Linked DNA regions of Sus scrofa: regions 1, 2 and 4 are each linked to region 3. A link is a contact called in public Hi-C and HiChIP or PLAC-seq data. All regions are on one chromosome and are shown on one strand. Each heading gives the region's core, a stretch centred on a gene start, on an enhancer-like site or on the middle of the called end of the contact. The rest is flanking DNA. Distances are from core to core; before and after follow the strand shown.

Region 1 (3,291 bases), core at 684-3,183, 200 kb after region 3:
CACAATGCTCAGCATCAATGACAACTCCATATTTGGACGGCACTTGAGAATATCCAAAGCTTTTTTTTTTTCCTTTTTTCTTTTTAGGGCTGCACCCGAGGCATATGGAGGTTCCCAGGCTAGGGGTCGAATTGGAGCTATAACTGCCAGCCAACACCACAGCCACAGCAACACAGGATCTGAGCCACATCTGCGACCTACACCACAGCTCACGACAACAACGGAGCCTTAACCCACTGAGGGAGGCCAGGGATCGAATGCACAACCTCATGGTTCCTAGTCAGATTCATCTCTGCTGAGCCACGACGGGAACTCTCCAAAGCATTTTCATTGTTTTTTAGCATGTGTTGTCCTCATTTCCTTCTTATTGCAACCCAGCGAGGTGTGCATTATCAATGATGAACTCAGAGTGACTTGCTGACGGTCACGTTCCCGCTAAGAGTCAAAGCTGGGATTACAACTCCCCTCTAGCTGCCCTCTAAATTCCCAGATGAGTGTACTGCTTTCAGAGTTGTTTACAAGAAAAAAAAGACCTTCCCAAAGTCCAATCTTTGTGTATCTGACCATTGATCATTCAATGTCCACAGCTTCTCCTGTGCCATGTTTTCAATATTCAGTGAATTAATGGTTTCTCTCAAAGAAGGTCTTTCCATCTCATTTCTCTGCACATGACCTTATAGCTTGTAAGATGGAGGCAGTAATGGGTCGCAGGCCCTGTGTTGACAAGCTCAGAGAACTACCGGACAGCTGTGACAGAGCCAGAGCTAAAGAAACTCCACTTGCAGGAGTTCACCTTGTGGCTCAGCGGAAACGAATCCGACTAGTATCCATGAGGCCACGATTCCTGGCCTCGCTCAGTGGGTTAAGGATCTGGCGTTGCCACGAGCTGCGGTGTAGGTCGCAGACCCAGCATTGCTGGGGATGTGGTGTAGGCAGGTAGCTACAGCTCTGCTTCCACTCCTAGCCTGGGAACTTCCATATGCCCCGGTGCGGCTCTAAAAAGCAAAATAATTAAATACATAAAACAAAAAAAAGAAATTCTGATTGCTTAACGGGCTGGCTGTCAACCGCTGGGAGCAGAGGCAGGACTGGGAATTCAGGGAAGGGACAGATCAGCATCCCTTATTTTTCCCCCTAGAACTCCTGGCTGAGAGCTGGACTCCACATAAAACTAGGTAATTTCCAGAAGTGGCTTCAAAGCCCCCTTTTAACTTATTCTATAGTCATTCCAAGCTCTGTGGATTCCGAAAATCTTTGGAGTGAAGGATGCGGCTAGAAAAGCGATGAGAATTTTCTCGCGGGCCTTAAAGGGTCGAACACATCGACCCCTCCGGTTTTCAAACCGGCTTAACAATAAAATCAGGTCTTTTGACTAAGTCCCACCCCCAGCATGACGTCACCAGACACACCTCTCGAGTCCTCGCCAGGTTTCGTCTCCAGAAACACCCATTTTCACTGTGGGGCATATAAGGATTGGCTTTACACGTACATTAAAATGCACAGATAAAAAGGCAGTTTTGAAAACGTCTGCAATATGAACACGTTTATTCTTTTTTTTCACAATTTTTTAGGACGGTGTGGAAGACAGCGTGAGGGTCACTTCGGACATTTTAAGATGTCACTCCTCCTCGGAGGAAAATAGTCGCGTCCAATTCCCGCCCCCTCACGTGTCACGAGCGTCAGCTCAGAAGGCGAGGCCGTGACGTTAGAGTCTGGGCGGGTTGGACTGTTCCAAATGAGTTCTGGCAGGGGAGCTTCTTTAGGGGAGAAAGCTGCCCAGGGACTTAACCTTCTTTCTCTCCACAGTCCATTTATGTAGGCTTTAGTGTAAAGGCACAGAAGCACTTGTGCAGGTTGACCATCCTCTCCACGGCCATGGAGAAGACGGGCGGGCGGAACCCCTTCTTGTTGCCGCTCCATCCAGTGGCCGCGTCCATTCTGTGCCGGGTGGCTCGATTTAAGGGGTAAGGGTTCAGGATCCGCTGTAGGGATCGCAAAGCGTAGCGGCCCCATGGCACCCCTGGGAAGCGTCCCGCGGTTGGTGCTGCTTTTCAGCGGGAAGAGGAAATCCGGGAAGGACTTCGTGACCGAGGCGCTGCAGAGCAGGTGTCCGTGGGGCCGGGACGGAGGAGGACCGGGGAGATCCCCAGTCACGTGACACGAGGGGTGTGTTTGGGTGTGATAGAGTGTACTTTGCGTAGGGGGTCCTCATGTTGCTGGGCAGGGGGAGCCCTGGGCGGCGAGAGGTGCAGGATTGTCACCATCACGTTGAAGAGAATCTACACACAGCCCTCCTCAAAGAACCAGGGGCCCACCTCTCCAGAAGCTGTAAGCTGTTAGGTCTCTCCAAGAAGCATAAAGAAGTTATAAAAAAGGCACTTTTTATAAACCACTCCCAGTCTTCCAGACAGTGTTGCCAGGTAACTGTTACAGATGAGGAAATTGAGTCACAAATAAAGGAATTTTCTCAGCCCACACCCCAGTGTGTCTGACTCCAAAGACAAATCTTTGCCCCACAATCACCTAGGACCTGGGGTTTATTTGAGCCTTTATTGTGTGCCAAATACTGTATGGATATATAATTTAATTCTCAAAATTTCTTTGTTAGGTACTGTGTGGTCTTATTCGTCAGTATCTCCGTTTCACAAATGAAGAAACCCACACTCTGAAAAGTTAAAAAACAAAACAAAACAAAACAGGAGTTCCCGTTGTGGCACAGCGGTTAACGAATCTGACTAGGAACCATGAGGCTGCGCGTTCGATCCCTGGCCTCGCTCAGTGGGTTAAGGATCTGGTGTTGCTGTGAGCTGTGGTGTAGGTCACAGAGGAGGCTCGGATCTCCCGTTGCTGTGGCTGTGGCGTAGGCTGGCAGCTACAGCTCCGATTAGACCCCTAGCCTCCATGTACTGTGGGAGCAGCCCAAGAAATGGCAAAAAAACAAACAAGCAAGCAAACCCCAAAACCCAGACCCAGACTTGCCAGGAGCACAAAGTAATTGGCAGATCCAGGACTCAAATTCAGCTTTAGTCTAGCTCCAAGGAATGAATTCCTTCTGCTTTATCCCACTGCTTCTCCAGATAATACCTTTTGCTCAGGTTTTCTCTCCAAGTAAGATGTTCGGTGTGGGAGCACTTTTGCTGAGATGCGGCCCTGGAGAGCACAGAAGCCAGGTCCTCTTGAGGGCCAGTGTGGTGGGGGTACCAGGAGGTTGCTTTGGGGCACCATGGGGGTTCTAAGAGGTTGTGGAAAAGCCCAGGGCAGAGTTTGCCACCTGAATCGTTCACCACTAAG
Region 2 (2,973 bases), core at 92-2,591, 150 kb before region 3:
AGTTCAACCTATCTGCAAATGAAAAGCCTCTCTCACTTTATTAAAGCCCCCCCACCCACCCACCCAAAGTCGGCCAGAGGAAATCTTGGAGGAGACCATAGGGTGGAGGACCCGTCCCCCACTCCTCCAATGGCATGTCCTGCTGGGACCTCTGTGCCGTTGGCTGCCCTTAGATCTAATTCACTGGGAAGACTTCCCTTTTAATCTCCATCCCAGTGTAGACACACCCCCTTCTCCTTAGTTCCCCTCAGACAAATGAGAGAGCATTTATAGTAAGAATTACTAGATACTCTAAAAGAATAAAAGAATTAGGAGTTCCCATTGTGGCTTAGCAGTAATGCACGCAAACTAGTATCCATGAGGACACAGGTTCAATCCCTGGCCTTGCTCAGTGGGTTAAGGATCAGGTGCTGCCATGAGCTGTGGTGTAAGTCAGACATGGCTAGGATCAGGTGTTGCTGTGGTTGCAGCTCTAATAAGACCCCTAACCTGGGAACTTCCATATGCCACACTTGTGGCCCTTTAAAAAAAAAAAAAAAAAAGGAATAAAACAATAAGGCAACTTAAGTATCTCAGCAATAGTTCTTGTCCTAGAGCAGGAGTTTCTGATGCACTAGCTTCACCCAAGCCCATCTCAGACTGCCTTCCTCCCAGGTCCCTGCCAAGGTAGCCCCTCATTATTTCTGGATGCCTAATGCCTCACCCCCAGGGCCCTCCACCCTTATTCAAAGCAGTGCGGATGGCCCAAAAGAACCACCAGGCAGGACTACTGGGCTAAGTATACCTGCACCTCCAGAGGGCACCCAGAAACGCTCAGGTAAAACCCTGCTCCCACCCCTGCCAAAAGTCCCCCAAAAGCCAGAGCTGGATCCCACACATGCAGAGAGAGCAAAGACTCTCTCCAGTCATAAATCCCTCACCTCCTTGAGTCGGGCAACAGCATCTCCTATCTCTGGGTGCCCGATGTCCTCCTCAGTCAGCACCTTGACGATCTGGGAGAAGTGCTGGATGAAATCCTGCCTTTCTCGGGCATAAGCGTCCAATTTCTGGTCTCCGTTCATTCTGAGGGAGGAGTAAAATGCTCTGAGGAGAGGGAGGACAAGTCAGAAACCTGAACAGCTGCTCCCCTCCCCAAGGCCCCTCACCCCCACCAAACTCACCGAGGCTCCTCTGTCCACGCTTGGCACCAGCAGCGAGCACTGTGCCATGCCCCCAGGACTGGGCACCCGTGCACCAGGGAGGGCCGCCGTAGGGGACCCAGCCACCTCTCCCGGGGCACCCAGCAGGGGGCTGGCAGCAAGAAGAGCCCCACAGATCTCAGCCAGCGGGACAGGGGCAGCATGGGGGGTGGTACAGGGAAGGGGCACTGAGCACTCCCTGCAGGAGCAAGCACCAAAGGCAGATGCACGTTGGCAGCTCCCCAGGTCACCTCCCCGAACTTTTACCTCCATAGCCAGAAGGCCCCACTTTCTCCTGGTATGAGATTGAGGGCATTTACAGGGAAAAAAAAAAATGTGGGGAACAAAAAGTACAGCTGGGTGACTGAGAATAAACTAACTGCACTTAAAATATGATGGCTAGAACTTGGAGTTTCCTGGTGGCCTAGTGGTTAAGGACCCAGTCTTGTCACTGTTGTGGGCAGGTTGGATCCCTGGCCTAGGAACTTCCACATGCCATAGGTGTCGCCAAAAAGAAAAAAAAGGTGACTAAAACTTATTGCCACCTAACTTTATCCTTTTCAACCATCAATGCCTCCCCTCCAGGGATTCTCTGGAATTGCTACACCCCTGGCTGCTTCCCAAGTCCTGGAGTACAGAGAGAAGAGTCTAGAGTAAAGGAATTCAGAACTGGGGGCTAGGAAGACCCTTAAATCAACCTATTTTATATAAGTCAAGCTGAGCCTCTAGGAGGTAGGAAGATACCTAGGACGTGGGTACCAAACCTAGAATCCAGGTCTTCCCAGTAGCCAGAAAGAGGGGTACAGAGTCTGTGAGATGAAGAGACATGAAACAGGAACCCCTGGGTGCTATGGACATGTGGTCTGAGGCTCTGGGACTGGGTGTCCTAAGCCTTTACAGACTAGAACTATGCAGACAACCTCAGAACAACAGTGGGCAGGTGGGGAGAGTTCGCAGTAGAAGAGCAAACCAATGTGCAGTTACACTGAGGGTTCCAGGAAAGCACAGGACAGGGATGGGAGTTTTTCACATCCATGAGGTTAGCCAGTCGGTCCCACCAACCCCCAAAGCGGGGGAACTCCAGCACAACGTACTGGTCCTCCTGTGCCTCAAAGTATCACTACAGAAGTAAGGCTGAGTTTCTAACCCGTGCCTCCACTCCCTGCCCGAGACCTCTCTCACCTGTTCCTGGATGCCGGTTGTGGATCCAGAGAATTGCTGGGGTATGCCTAAAAACCGGACTCCTCAACGCTCAGCTCTCTGGGACTAGTAGTTCTCCATCTCTTTTCGCTATAGGCAGAAAGGCCCAGTAAACTACAATTCCCGGCATGCCACGGGAGGGACAACTACAACGCAATCTAGCGTGTACTGGCAGGGTGGAGACGAGCCACTCTGATTGGATGTTTTCCCTCGTATGAGTATGAGGCCCTGTAACCCACAGCCAATGGAAGTGCAGCACCCCGGGGCCCACAGCTAGAAGGAGGTAGAGTGGGCCAAGATTAGAGGCTGCTGTGGCAAATGGGAAGCAGGCTGGGAGTTTCCTACGCTCCCAGCTGTTGCCTTTACTACATTTCAGTTTTCATTATCTTCCTGTGCAATTGAGTGGCACATTACTAAAACTCCAGAAGGACCACTTAAGCAAATCATAGAACTTCTCGGAGCCTCAGTTAACGTAATTAAAACAGACTTCCCTCATTTGTTAAATGAGGAAAACCCCGTGAGAGATGAAGTATATAAAGTGCTTTAAGTGCCCAAGAAAGATAAAACTCAGCAGAACACACACACACGGCTTCAC
Region 3 (3,090 bases), core at 112-2,611:
CATCCTGCCCTCTCCCATGCTCCAGTGAGGGAGCCACCCATTGTCTAAGCCTCCTGTATTGCACATGTCACAGCCTCTTTCCTACCAGTGACTGTAGCACATATCTGATCCCCCCACCATACTGAAGGTGTCTAGGGGAGGGAAAAGTATATCTTTTTTGTTGTTTGGTTTGGTGAGCTTGCTACACAGAGTAGGAGTTTAATGCTTGTGTGAATGAGGAAGCAGAGCTAATCATCTCACTCTCAGCCACTGGCCTTGGCTCTGAAGGAAACATGGAGACAAAAAAAATCCCTTTCACTCTGTTGGGCAGCAAGGCACTATCAGGCTAGGCAGAGCTATTGGCCTTGCCAGAATGGGGGACCATATGTGCATCCCAGAAGGCTAGCCTCATGGAGGAAGGAGGACTGCAAGGCTGGAGGGGTCTTCCAGGAAAAGGTGGCAGTGCCAACCTGTTACAGTCTTCTAGGAAGCAGTGTTTGCCTTGCCAGTAAGGCAAGGCAGGGCGTGCAGCAGAGATGAAGGGCCTCTACCTTCCGATGGCAGTAGTGCAGATACACCAAGATATACAGGGTCTGAAGCACAGCACCCACAGCATTGACGACGATTAGCGTCCCGTTTCCCTTCAAGGCCCCATAACTCAGCCAGCCCAGATTGCTGCAGGGTGGAGGGGAGGGACATTCGTCCGCAGGGTGGAGGGTGGGCGGGGGACCCGAGGGGCCTCCTCCACATTCCTCCTTACCCCTCCCCAACCTCCCTCAGAAGCCTTTCCCGACGCAGGCATCGCCCCTCTCACTTGGCATCCGTGGTGAGAAAGGGCAGGAACTGGACACTGTCCACGCTCCGGGTCATCCGCATGTGCTTGAGGTCCGAGCTGTAACGGGGCCCCGAAAGGTAGGGGGGAGAGGTGGAACGGGAGAACCAGGCTGCCGGGGCGTCAAGATCCCCGATGCCTGTCATTTTCCCCGGACAACTGCAGACGCCGCCCCCCCCCCCCCGGGTCCCGCCCTCAGCATCCTGGCCTTCTCCCTCAGGTTAAGTGACTGGCCTCGCCCCTGTCCCCCGGCCCCCTCGACCCGATTCCACTTTGACTCTAGGTTCCGGATGCAGCCTGAGGCTGCCGCCACGTCTCTGTCCCCTGTTTCTCCTCTCCCGATTTCCTGGTCCTGCCCCAGCCCAGCCCGTCCACGCTTCTCACAGGCCGGTGGAGAACATGCCGAGGGTGAAGAGCACGCAAGCTCCGGAAAGGAGCGAGTCCGCCAATCCGCCCGCCTCCATCCCTCCCCGAGCCGGATCTCGCGCTCTGCGCTGGACACCAGCTTGCGGGATCCTGAGCCCGCGACGCCGGAGCCCCGCCCCTCCGCGCCCCCGGCCCCGCCCCTGCGCCCTCGGCCGTCCCCCCCGGAAATTAAACCGGAACCCGGCCCACCCCTAGGACGTCAAGCAGGAACTCAGGCCCCGCCCCTCCGAGCGCCCGTCCCGCCCCCACCCGCCTGGCTGTCGGCTCGTGGGTTTGCGGGGGTTCAAGTTGCTCTCTTTTCCCGCCGGTCTCCTTCCTAAGGTTTGGCGTATTTGTCCCCGGGACCAACCGCTCCACACTCTCTGCTGACCCCCTGGATCCCTAGCCCCCCAGCCTCAACTCTTTCCCACAGGCCCGAAAGCCTACGTGGTAGAACTCCAAAACAGCAGCTTGCTAGGCAGACTTCGACACGCTCCCCAGGCAGAGCCCCGGCTCGGAATTTCAGTTGCCCAGAGCTTGGGAGATTTTTTTCCTCATTTGCTGAAGCCTCTTTCCGGTCTTTTCCCTAAATAACAGGGATTGCCAGGAATCACCGAGTCTTTGTGAGCTGCCCTCCCCCTTCAGCCACACTGCCAACTTTCCGTGACTTGGCCAACCCACTGGCCAAGCGTGTATCACTGACCCCCTAGTCCAACCGACTTGCTGCTGGGAACTTTCCCTCCCAGCCTCCCACACACGGCAGCCTCCGCTGGCGGGGCTGTGGGGCGGGCCACATGCCTCAGCTGGCGTTCCCCTGAGCGGCTGCTCTGACTCACCCTGCAGAATGAGTACCTGAACAGTATGCCAAAGCCCAGCGCGGAGAGGGTGGGAGTGGGGCAGAGGTTGGACAGAAAGAACTTCCAGAGTGGGGAGCAGGCTAGGGCCTGAGACATTCTCGTGGGGAGCACTCCTGTCCTGGACAACCCTCAGGGGAGGAAACACCTCACCCTTTTGGGTGAGTGAGGAGCAAATTCAAACCCAGTTCCTACTGGTATAACACAGAGCCTAGCAAATAGCAGGGACTTAAATCAGGATGGAGGGGCAAAAAAGCAAGTCTGAAAAACCAAACACATCACTTTATTTTGAGACAAAGAACACAGTATAAAAAAGTTCCAGTTGTAGAAATCAGCACAGACACAGAAAGTTCATATGCAGATTCTGTACATGTGGGCCCTGCCCCTCAGGCTTTAGTCTAGGCACAGACTGTGTGTGTGTGGGCCCTGCCCTTACAGATACACCTTAAGACCAGGTTGGCACAGCCCCCCTGCTGGCACAGCTCTGGGAAATGCTGCCCCAGGATGGGAGAGGATGCAGTGCCTGGCTACAAACCTCTCTGTGACAGCGCCACAGAGGACAGTCCTGGGAGAGATGCTGGGTTAGCCCAAGCATGCTGCTTCTCCTGTCCTTGGCTCAGCCACAGCACTACTGGATCCGAGCCGCATTTGTGACCTACACCACAGCTTGCAGCCACGCCGGATCCTTAACCCCCTGAGCGAGGCCAGAGATCTAATCCACATCCTCACGGACACTTATGTTGGGTTCCGTCTTGTTTTTCCTTCAGTCAGTTCATCTGGCCATCGTGGCTCTCTCTGGGAGGGGCATCTTTGCCAAGCTCGGAGTCCATCCATGTGACCCCAAGCCCCTTCCAGCTCGGTTCCCACAGTGCCCTTCGTGAGCCATGTTCACAGAGCTTGTCTCTTTGGCTTATGGGCAGGAAGGGAGGGGAAAGGACTGTCTGTCCCTCAGGTGGATGTGGGGATGGCACCTCCTCTGGGTGGCAGCTTATGCATGTCGTGGGAGTGCTTCCCAGGGAC
Region 4 (3,267 bases), core at 733-3,232, 150 kb after region 3:
CACCTTTCACCTGGACAGTGGCGACAGACCCCTGGCCAGGCTCCCGGCCTCCAGCCACAGCGCCCTGCCCCATGCGTCCCGAATAACCTTCCTAACGTGTCACTGTGATTGCATCACTCTTGGCTCAAAAGCCATTTGTTGTTTCCAACCCTGTACAGAATAAAGTTCAAATACCTCTGCAGAATATTCGAGGCCGCCTGTCTATGGTGTGTATGCACTCTTCCTTTCCAGCTCCATCTCCTTCTACTTCTCCACAGAGTTTAGCGGTTAAGGGTGACTCTGGAGTGAGAATCGGGTTGGAATCCCATCTACCACTTTTTAGCTGCTGTTCCACATGGGTGAGTCTCTCAACTCTGAGCCTTATTCTCATAATCTATTCATTGATATTGACAGTAAAAATACCCACGTCATGGGGTTGTTGTGAGGATCAGTAAAACCACACAGGCCATGTAATAAGCACGCTGCCAGGCCCTAGTAAGCACGTAATAGTACTACTGTGAACCTGATGCTCACCGTGACCTCTCATGAGACTTCCTTGATCATTCAGAAGGGATTTCTCCCTTCTGGTACTTTCCTTCCATCCCACTTAGCTACTCTGCTGAATGCCTCGGATCATTTTCCAGTTAGGCTGGCTATAACTCTGAAATAATACCTCCTGTATACATGGGACTCCTTGTCATTTTTTTTTTTCCCACCACCCCACTGCATATGGAGTTCTCAGGCCAGGGATCAGATCTGAGCAGCAGTTGTGACCTATGGTCCAGCTGCGGCACTTCTGGATCCTTAACCCACTGTATCCCACTATGCCAGCCAGGACTGGAACCTGTGGCCCAGCGCTCCAGAGAAGCAGCCGCCTATCCCCGTTGTGCCACACCCGGAATTCCTCCTCATCATTGCTGTTAAAGCCTCTCCTCCCCTCCCACACAGCATGGCTAATTATAGGGACTTTGCTACAAGTTTTTCAGCAGAGTAATTGAATAAATGAAGGTCACTCTTCCTGCAATATACTGGACTCACTCCAGGACCCTACGGTAGCAAGGGGGGCTCCCACCCTGGTTCACCCTCCCTTAACAGAACGTGTTAGGAGAACGCTGCACCCTCCCCCCTCTTCTGTCCCAGACACACCTTGAGGATCTCATCTCCAACAATGATGATGCCCGCCGTCACGCTGCGCCCTGGGGGAGGTTCAGAGGCCCTAGATGCCATGGTCCTGCCTTCTCTGCCCCTCCGCAAGGCCCTCCAGTAGCCACCCAGACCCCAAAATAGGGGTCGCAAGCACTGGGGGCCCGCCAGATCTACAGGGCACTGGGGGTCATAGCCTGGGAACAGGGGTTCCGGGGTCGAGGGAACCTGGAGGAGCCAGAAAGGACAATAGGGGAGAGCAGGAGTGCACCGTCTTCCTCATTAGGCCCTTGACAATCGACTCCTTTACACCGGCCCCTTTAATAAACCTGCTCTCAAACCCTAGCCCATACCTCTTTTTATGTTTTCTAGGCTCGGTTCTAGTCTCCTGAAAATGTTCCCTCCAGAACATCTACCACTTTAAATGTCTTCTGCCCGCCGAACTCGGCTCCTCTAGGGTCCGCTCTACCTTGCGCATCTGCGCCTTTAAATAAATGTCTCTTCTCTTTACCGCACCTGTTCCTTTAAATGTCTACCTTAGCCTGGGCCTTGGCCCCTTTAAATGCGTTCCCTCCCTCCACCCCCAACCAGAACTCAGCCCCTTCTTCTGCAGCCTTCCGCACCCTTTCCAGCCCGGAATACTGTCTCTTCCCGCCACGCTTCAGACTACTGAGCTTTTCCAGGTTCTCACCTGCCTCTTGCCCTTTCACCGGGTCTTTCCCTCTCTCCTCCTGTTTCGGGGCAGCTTCCGTACTCAGAGTCCCGCCTTAGACTCATACCTACCTCGTATTAATTGGTCATTTTGGCTGTCGCTCAGACTACTTCTAAGGGCCCATTGGTGTAGTCGATCATCGCTCGAGAGCTGTAGCCAGTGGGCGGGAGTAGTGCTGGGTTGTTATTGGTGACAACCACGTGGTCACCCCTTACCCGGAAACGTGGGGGCTGGCCTTCAGTCGGGGGCGGGGCTTCTTTTCCCTCGGGGCGGGATTTGGGGCGTCTCTGGAGTGAAAGGAGCGATGAGGGGTGCAGGTGCTTTAAGGGCTTTGGGGTTTCCTGTCTGGTGGTGGAAGTAAAGGGAGGCTTGACTCTAATCTCCTTTCTGTGTTCATATTTCTTTTTTTTTTTTGGGCCTGTCTTTTTAGGGCCGCACCTGCGGCATATGGAGGTTCCTAGGCTGGGGGTCCGACTGGAGCTGTAGACGCCGGCTTACGCCACAGCAACGCCAGATCCGAGCCGCGTCTGCAACCTATACCACAGCTCGCGGCAACGCCAGATCCTTAACCCACTGAGCGAGGACAGGGACCAAGCCCGCGCCCTCATGGATGCTAGTCGGGTTCGTTAACTGCTGAGCCACGACGGGAACTCCTGTATTCAGATTCTTGTATGCATATCTGTTATTCATTAACAGATGACTCATTCTAAGGGGTCAGGGGCTAATATCAGAGGGGATTTTATATTGTAGCAGATGGAAGTTGCACGGACACCAAAAAAATTGGCAGCATTGCCTGTGAGGTAGCAAGATCCTGGAGGTGAGCTTTTAGTGTATGGAACTTTCATTTGTCCCTGTTATAAACAATAAAGCTAATTACTTAAACCTCTTCGACAAGAAAAAGTCTTGCCCCACCTTGTTCCAGATGGTTCTTTAAACATAACCTCTCCCAGTTAATTGGTCTTGTGGGTACAAGTGAGGGCAGTGACTAGGGAGTGCCATGTGTCTATTTTGGATTATCATATTATTCTAGCTTCCTCTTATTTCACTTGCTTTTAGTCTAAAAAGTACTTCTTAAACCCTAATACTCATGAATCATAAGGGGGGGCCTTTTTAATGTGCTGATTAAATCTATGGGATTCTGGAGGTTTAGGTGGGGCTTGAGATCTGCATTTAACAAACCCTCCTGTCATGCTGACGACACTCTTTCCTAAAAGTCTAAAATTCATTCATCTGGAGCACTGTTGAACCACACCTGGCCTGAATTTACTATCCCAAACAACCGCAGAAACACCACAGTGAATGGTAGAGCCAGGCTTCTAGTCCCTTCTTTCTCAATAAGCCCCGTGTTTCTTCCAACTCAAAGAATCTCAGCTCAAAAAGAAAAAAAAAAAAAAAAAAAAAAAAAAAAATCGGGCTTTCCCAATTACATAAGC

Evidence for each region. Hi-C and Micro-C count contacts between places; a contact is called where the count stands out from the background. HiChIP or PLAC-seq counts read pairs in DNA pulled down with a chosen protein or histone mark.
Region 1: a contact with region 3 is called in an H3K27ac HiChIP or PLAC-seq map of alveolar macrophages. The contact joins the promoter of PMVK here to the promoter of SLC50A1 in region 3. A contact is called at or near these places in 1 of 47 Hi-C or Micro-C datasets (liver) and 1 of 2 datasets of contacts at active chromatin or transcription factors (alveolar macrophages).
Region 2: a contact with region 3 is called in a Hi-C map of epiblast stem cells, with 2.3 times the contacts expected there. The contact joins the promoter of FDPS here to the promoter of SLC50A1 in region 3. A contact is called at or near these places in 1 of 5 promoter capture datasets (liver) and 1 of 47 Hi-C or Micro-C datasets (epiblast stem cells).
Region 4: a contact with region 3 is called in a Hi-C map of liver, with 7 times the contacts expected there. The contact joins the promoter of FLAD1 here to the promoter of SLC50A1 in region 3. A contact is called at or near these places in 1 of 5 promoter capture datasets (liver) and 3 of 47 Hi-C or Micro-C datasets (embryonic fibroblasts, epiblast stem cells and liver).

What each region holds. Positions count from the first base shown.
Region 1 is chr4:94,859,735-94,863,025 of Sscrofa11.1, forward strand. It overlaps PMVK (phosphomevalonate kinase), which reads left to right and starts at 1,934. Exons shown (of 5, transcript NM_001168416.1): 1 at 1,934-2,106. The coding sequence starts at 2,012.
Region 2 is chr4:94,512,353-94,515,325 of Sscrofa11.1, forward strand. FDPS (farnesyl diphosphate synthase) reads right to left here and starts at 1,342. Exons shown (of 10, transcript NM_001185131.1): 1 at 1,161-1,342; 2 at 921-1,083. The coding sequence starts at 1,342.
Region 3 is chr4:94,664,125-94,667,214 of Sscrofa11.1, forward strand. It overlaps SLC50A1 (sugar transporter SWEET1), which reads right to left and starts at 1,362. Exons shown (of 7, transcript XM_003125719.3): 1 at 1,196-1,362; 2 at 794-871; 3 at 531-654. The coding sequence starts at 1,275. It also overlaps a transcript of EFNA1 not described here.
Region 4 is chr4:94,811,530-94,814,796 of Sscrofa11.1, forward strand. It overlaps FLAD1 (FAD synthase), which reads right to left and starts at 1,983. Exons shown (of 8, transcript XM_001929375.6): 1 at 1,814-1,983; 2 at 1,126-1,350. The coding sequence starts at 1,206.